Regions from separate parts of the Sus scrofa genome. Here region 2 is linked to region 1. Evidence: chromatin contacts called from public HiChIP or PLAC-seq data. All regions are on one chromosome and are shown on one strand. Each heading gives the region's core, a stretch centred on a gene start, on an enhancer-like site or on the middle of the called end of the contact. The rest is flanking DNA. Distances are from core to core; before and after follow the strand shown.

What was found. HiChIP or PLAC-seq counts read pairs in DNA pulled down with a chosen protein or histone mark.
Region 2: an H3K27ac HiChIP or PLAC-seq map of alveolar macrophages shows a contact between it and region 1. The contact joins two enhancer-like sites. A contact is called at or near these places in 1 of 5 promoter capture datasets (liver), 6 of 47 Hi-C or Micro-C datasets (adipocytes, alveolar macrophages, embryonic fibroblasts and 3 more) and 1 of 2 datasets of contacts at active chromatin or transcription factors (alveolar macrophages).

Annotation. Positions count from the first base shown.
Region 1 is chr7:98,339,980-98,343,301 of Sscrofa11.1, reverse strand. It overlaps TMED10 (transmembrane emp24 domain-containing protein 10), which reads left to right. Exons shown (of 5, transcript XM_001926711.5): 3 at 1,462-1,535. Among named protein-coding and RNA genes, the nearest start is that of NEK9, 20 kb to the right of the region's middle. Within about 2 kb of position 1,606, at least 46 of the 83 cell types and tissues checked have an H3K27ac peak or open chromatin away from gene starts, as enhancers often do. A contact at or near this core is called in alveolar macrophages and embryonic fibroblasts, where this site is marked.
Region 2 is chr7:98,587,890-98,591,211 of Sscrofa11.1, reverse strand. The region is part of intron 2 of JDP2 (jun dimerization protein 2); the gene reads right to left. Among named protein-coding and RNA genes, the nearest start is that of JDP2, 15 kb to the right of the region's middle. Within about 2 kb of position 1,476, at least 16 of the 83 cell types and tissues checked have an H3K27ac peak or open chromatin away from gene starts, as enhancers often do. A contact at or near this core is called in alveolar macrophages and embryonic fibroblasts, where this site is marked.

The sequences.
Region 1 (3,322 bases), core at 357-2,856:
TTATCTGAACCTTTTTTTTTTTTTTTACCCTTAAAGTTTTATACTGCTTTGCATTTTCACTGTAGCTGTTATGCATATTTATGTATTAGATGCCCATTGTATTATTTGAAGGCAGAGATTGAAATATCTAGCACAGTTCTAGTTCCTAGTGAGCTCTAAATGAGTAGTTATTGATTTGGCTTCAGTCCATCTCAGAAAATCTCCAGTGTCTCTCAGTGTTCAGTGCATTCTCTGGCTTATGGTCTTAGGAACCCAAGTGCTTAAGTGGCACCGTTTCCAAAACTCCTAATTTCATGCAGGCAGTTTTGAAATTTATAAGTAATCGGGTAAATTCCAGGGAATTGGGACTGAGCAATTTTCTGGGGCTCTTTTGAACCACTCCAGTCCCTTTACTCCCACTTGATGATTTAAGATTAGAATTCTTTCTGATCAAGCTGAATCAGATTACTTTTTCCTAGAGTTCCTGTGGTGGCTCAGTGGTAACGCACCCAACTAGTATCCATGAGGATGCAGGTTCAATCCCTGGCCTTGCTCAATGGGTTAAGTATCTGGTGTTAGTGTGAGCTGTGGTGTAGGATGCAGACCCATCTCGTATTTGGCGTTGCTGTGACTGTGGCATAGGCCAGCAGCAGCCCTGATTCAGCCCCAGCCTGGGAACTTCCATATGCCATGGGTGTGCCCCTAAAAAGATCCACCCCCCCAAAAAAGGCAGATTGCCTTTTCTAATATGAACATTGCTCTGTTGATCCTACTATCCCAAATTAACATTCCTCTTTTAAGAAGTATCTCCAAGAACTGTACTCTTTTTGTCAAGTTTCTTCTTGGGCTCTTCTCTTGTAAGGGTTTTGTGGGACTAGTTCTATAACATTTTGTTTACTTATTGAAATGGCCTTACATTGACCAAAATACTTTAGTCCTATAAAATATTAGATAAATGCTGTGGTCTTTTCAGTACTTGTATTTGTATTAAGTAAATTCAGGCTTAGCGTGTATGCAGTAATCCTTCTCTCAGAATTTCATGGGTCAGCCTTTTTAGATGTGGAAATGTACTTTTCGGCCTAAGCTGGTGCCCACTACCTCCGGGTTTGTATGCCAGTCAGTTGTATGATGTTTTGACTTTGGAGTTTTATTTCCTAATCCAATAAGCCAGTGTGTTTTCTCTTCTCTGGTTCTATTCCTCTGTGGTGCCAACTACATATCTTGTGTGCTGCTCCCTCAGAGATGTTTGCCAGCAGCGTGTTCTCGTTGCTTTCTGGCCCCCCTCACAGATAGAGGCTTTGTCTGGAATGCTTGTGATTTTTAGCCAGAGCCAGGAATTTTCTGCAGCTGAGTAGGGGGAGGAGTTGAGGCTATTTCCCTCTATTGAGAGGGTAGGGGTTAGGGAGGGAGAGAGAGGGTGGGTGGGTGATTTCCCGGAATTTTAAATATTCCGCACAATGAATCCTTTGATTTCTTTCTCAGGAACAGGGCGGATACCTGACCAACTCGTGATCCTAGACATGAAGCATGGAGTGGAGGCAAAAAATTACGAAGAGGTATGTCCTGCTGTAACAGCCAGTAGAGGCAGCAGCATGCTGGTCTGTGAGGTTTCTGTGACCTAGTCAGGCCAGCAGGCTGTGCTTTGCCCAGAAGGCTGTGGTTTTCTCAGCAGTCATGTGACAACCAGCTTGATATAAAAAGTTATGTTAACAGCCTTGAACAATAATTCTGGCTGTGCTGTCAGCCAAGTGACTGGACCAACTGTCCCATAGAAATGTTGGTATGATGAAACACTTAAGTATATGCTATTAGTGCTCTTGAGACAGAAACCAGATATATAGTTGTAATTTTTTAAAGCCGGAATTCATTTATATGTTAATGTTCAAGGTTAAGAGAAGTGATTTGGTTTTAATCCCTATGGCTTTTATTCCCAGAGTGACAGCTATGTATAAAACTAGGGCATGGATTCATTGCTATTTAGACTTGAACAACTGTGCTGTCTTTGAGAAATGTAGTAGTCAAAAGTAGCTTTTAGTTAAAATAATTTCAATTTCAAATTTTTCAGAAAGAGAGCAAGATGGAAGAAAAACTGCAAGAGATTAGGTGTGTTTTGTTTTGCTTTGTTTTTGTTTTGCTTTTTTACCCTCGGCGAATGGACGTTCCCATGCTAAGGATTGAATCTGAGATACAGCTGCCAGCCTACCCCACAGCCACAGCAACGCCAGATCTGAGCCACATCTGTGACCTACACCACAGCTCATGGCAACGCTAGATCCCTAGCCCACCAAGTGAGGCCAGGGATCGAACCCACCTCATGGTTCCTAGTCAGATTTGCTTCCACTGCGCCACAGCAGGAACTCCGAGATTAGGATTTTTGCTAACCAGAAGTATCGTAGAGAACAAAAACAGACCTTTATTTGGGTGGTAGGAAGGTGGAAGTGTGCATAGAATAAGGGGAAGGGGGACTGAGCCCTTCCTATCCCTTTCATGAGAGACTCTGGAGGCAGCACAAAAAAGGCTCTTCAAATGAAGAGCACCTTTGAAAAACCACAAGAACTATTTAAGATTGGAGGATTGATCTTTATAGAAAGATTAGCATGTTTTTACCCAGATCAGAGTCTTTCTACAACAGTACCCGAAGGCATGAAGAAAAGATGGGGTGTAGGAAATACAAATGGCTTTTGAAGAAGGTAAACTGAATAAACAAAGGAAAGTTGCTTTAAGTGATTTAAGCAAATTCTCTAGAAATGATGGAGCGGGAGAAATTGTTCTATCTTTGGTCAGAACTTAGAAGGGAAATATCCTAAAATGGAAGAAGACTGGAAGCCACTGGCTGCTTCTTCAACAGGAAGTAGTACTGCAATAATTGCAGCTCTCCAGGTCTTGCCTCTTTTTCCTAGTTCATGGGTTCAGTTGAACAAAACTAGACTGAGTTATTTGTAGGCAGGAAACAGGAGCAATTGATGGAGCTGTGAGTGGAAGACAGTTCCTAGTGGAGACTCTTGCTTGTTTCTGGCTTCAGGATAGTTTAGTTAAAAGAGTTAAAGCAAGAGCCTCTTTGTCTGATGAATTTAGGAGTAAATCGAAAAATCCTTTTAAGTGTTTATGATTCAGGAGAATCCTGATTATATTTAAACAATATAATATGTTAAAGTGCTGTTGTAAGGTCTAAAACACTAAGAAAAATGTTATATTATTATGAGGTAGAAGAGTAGGTGAAATGATTTTCAGTTTTTGAGTACTGCTGCTGTATCATCCACCTCAGACAATTCTCTAGGCAAGCATTCATTGAGTTGCTTTTATGTGGAATTTTGCCTTTTGTGACTTTTCCCCTCTAATATGA
Region 2 (3,322 bases), core at 227-2,726, 250 kb before region 1:
TGCTTACACCAACATTTACGCAGCACATCAGCTGGTATGGGGCAACGTTTTATGCTCAGCCTACACATGGATGAACACTTTGGTCTTTTCGGTGAGCAAACTGAGAGCGAGCACACCTTCCAAGGCCACCCTGTGGTCCATGGATTCCTAGACCCACGCTTCCAATGATGAAAACCTTCTCAATGTCCCGTAAGGCTCCCTGGAGAAGTGGGGAAGTGACCAGTGTCATTTGGGGAGATCCACAAACAGTTAAGTGTCCTCTCCTGCTCCAGAGATGATGGGGGCCAGAATCCAGTCACCCCACGGGGTATGTGCTGGAGAGACAGCCTACCATGGAAGGCACACGCTCCTTCTGGAAGGGGAGCCCCTCAGAGTGCTCCCTGATAGGGATCAGAAGAGCCTGAGGAGTACAAACAAAGTCAGGCTCCCAAATGTAGCTGGGCCACTAAATACACAGAATCCCTGGACCCTGCCCCAGAGACTCTCTGAGGCCCAAGGTTGGGCCTGGAAATATGAATGCATAGGGACATTTCCAAATACTTTTTGTTTGTTTCTTTGCGACCCCACCCACAGCATGTGGAAGGTGCCAGGCCAGGGATCAAACCCATGACCAGAGCCACAGCAGTGACAATGCTGGATCCTTAACCTGCTGAGCCACCAGGGAACTCCCCAAATAGCTTTGATGATCAGTCAGGTTTGAGACTGGTTGGTTTGATTTTTCAACCACTGTGTCCACTTGTCTTCTGCCTGAAGTCACCTCTGTTCAGAAATAGAAACACAAATGGACCGATGTTTGGAGGTGAGAATTGGGCGATAAAGAACTCAAGGGCTAGAAAGTTTAAGTGACGTGCCAAGTTGACACAGCTAATCAATGTCCCAGGCAACAGGTGTGTGTGAAACAGTCTACAGGCCAGGCACTGGCCACCATCTGGTGGGAGTAAAAAGGAATGTAAGATGTAGTCCTGGTCCTTGGGACCTAAACACAGGACACAAACTCAAAAGCATGCTGGTGACACAGATAGCATGAAGTGGGCTGGGTGGAAGGCAACAGGGAGTAGTGGGGACTGTGGAGAACTGAGGCCCACATGCCAATACCGTGAGTGCCAGCTGCCCAGCTCCAGCTTCTCAGTGCCTTTAAGGGTATGGGCCTAGAGTGGCCAGATAGGCTGGGTTTTAAAAAAAACCAAAAAGTCTGCATTTCCTGACTTTTAAATATAGCAATTCATTCAATTAAAAAAAAAAAAAAAAGAAAAAGAAGAAAAAAAAAACCCCACACAGTGAGGGCCAAACAAGATTCATCTGTAGGCTGACTCTTGCCCATGGAATGACAGTTTGCAACCTCTTTCTTTCTTAAAAGGTCATCCAGGCTAACCTCCCTTGAACTTGAGTCCCTTCAAGAGCACTATAGCGTAGCACGGAGGGGGAGGGATCCCATCTAGCACGTTGTGAAGTGCTTGGTGGTGTGTGTGTGTGTTTGTCACACACAAAGGTGGGCATCTGGCCTCCCTCCCCCACTACTGGAAATGCATTCCAGGCCCAGAGGCAGGGTGTGGCCACTGCAACCGCAGCAGCCCACTCAGAGATGACCTGCGGGCAAGGGCCGAGATCCCCAGGACAATAGAGAATGATTGGTGGCAGCGGAGGCTAGCTTTAAAGGGCTGCAGACAAAATATGAAGGGAGGCAGGAAAACACTGGAGAAACCAGAGAGCAAAGGTGTCTTAAAAAGGAATATTGGAAAGGGAAGAAGAACGAAGAGGCAAGAGAGAAGCGTCGGATCTAAAAAACCCCATAAACCAGAATATGACATGCCCAGATTCCCCAGCCAGCCCTTCCATCGACTTGGTCTGCTTAGTTTTTCTTCACAATACTCACCACAACCTGGCCTTTGATACTGTACATGAATTGCTTATTTTTGGATGTCCCCCCTCCAATCCACAGTCCAAGAGAAGGCAGGTTTGTCTACCTATTTAAAGTTCAGCTCCCAGGGTCTGGCACATGGTAGGTCTTAGCAAGCACCTGCTGGGCAAATGGTCTGCAGGCCAGCACTGGTACCCAAAGGGTTTCGCCTGATGTCTCAACCATATAATAAACACAACAGCAGCACAAAACCCTTTCTCCTTTACCAAACCTGTCCTTTAACTTAATTCCTCCGATTTTCTTTCGCCCCACTGCTTCATGGGTTTGGCTGTGGCCCAAAAGGCTGCTGGCCTCTCCAAGGCAGGCCGCTCAAGAACCAGCTGGGACAGAGCTGCCTGCACAGTGGCTTGGCCCGTCTCTCTCTGGGGGCCTGGGAGATGATATGGCTGCAGAACTGCTGGGCTCAGCGCTCATCAGGCCAGGTCATCAAAATGATGGAGCATTCTGGGGCCACGTTCATCTCGCCTCCCCAGCCCAAAAGAGCACTGATTAGCAGCCTGGAAGGCAGGCAGAGAGCACAGGAGGCAGCGTAGCCTAAGGTTAAAGCTTTGGCTGCAAAGTCAGACTTCTGGGCTCGTTTCCCAGCTGCGTGACCTTGGAGGTCCCCAAGTCTCGTTGACCTCATCCGTAATGTGGGCACAACAATAACAACAGTAATAATAATGACTCGAAAGGGTTCTTGCGCGAGTTCAATGAGATGCTTCCCAGAGAGTGGCCAGCACCGTGCCTGGTGTTCTCTGCTATGACAGCCGCCCATCACCCCCGTGTAGGGCCCAGCTCTGCCCGCTTCCAGCCGTGTGACCCTGAATGACCCGACCACCTCCCCTCTGGTCGTCAAATTCCTCCTCCTTAAAACAGGGGGAACCCGGACACCAGGATCGGGTAGGGAATAAATGAGATCTGACATGTGAAGCATTTCACACGGCGCCTGCTACATATTAAATGCTTAATAAATGTGAGCTCGTACCTTATTGTTATTCGAGAAACTTTTACTAGTCCAAAATGCCAATGTGAAAATCCATCAAGGCAGTTTGCCATATGCAAATAAATCTTCGGGACATAAGATTCTCCAGCTGCAAGTCTGTCTCCCAACCCCCTTTAGTTTTCAGGTGCTTTCAGAATGAGCCCCTCCACCACCTTGGGTCTGACCTAGAGCCCTGGATGTCAGTCCCAGGGCAGGGCTGGCCTCACTGCACGCCAGCACCCTCCACTCAGCTCCATCTGCCTTGTCGCCCCCGCAACGCTGCAGTCTGACAGCGCAGGAGAGGACATGCAAATACGCCCTAAAAACGGCTTGTTATTTTCACAGCCTGGATGGTGCGTGCTTGTGGGTGCCTGTGAGGACAGCACGTCACCGTCAGGTACAGGGCATATGCCACCAATCTGGGGGAGGCTGTGAAATGT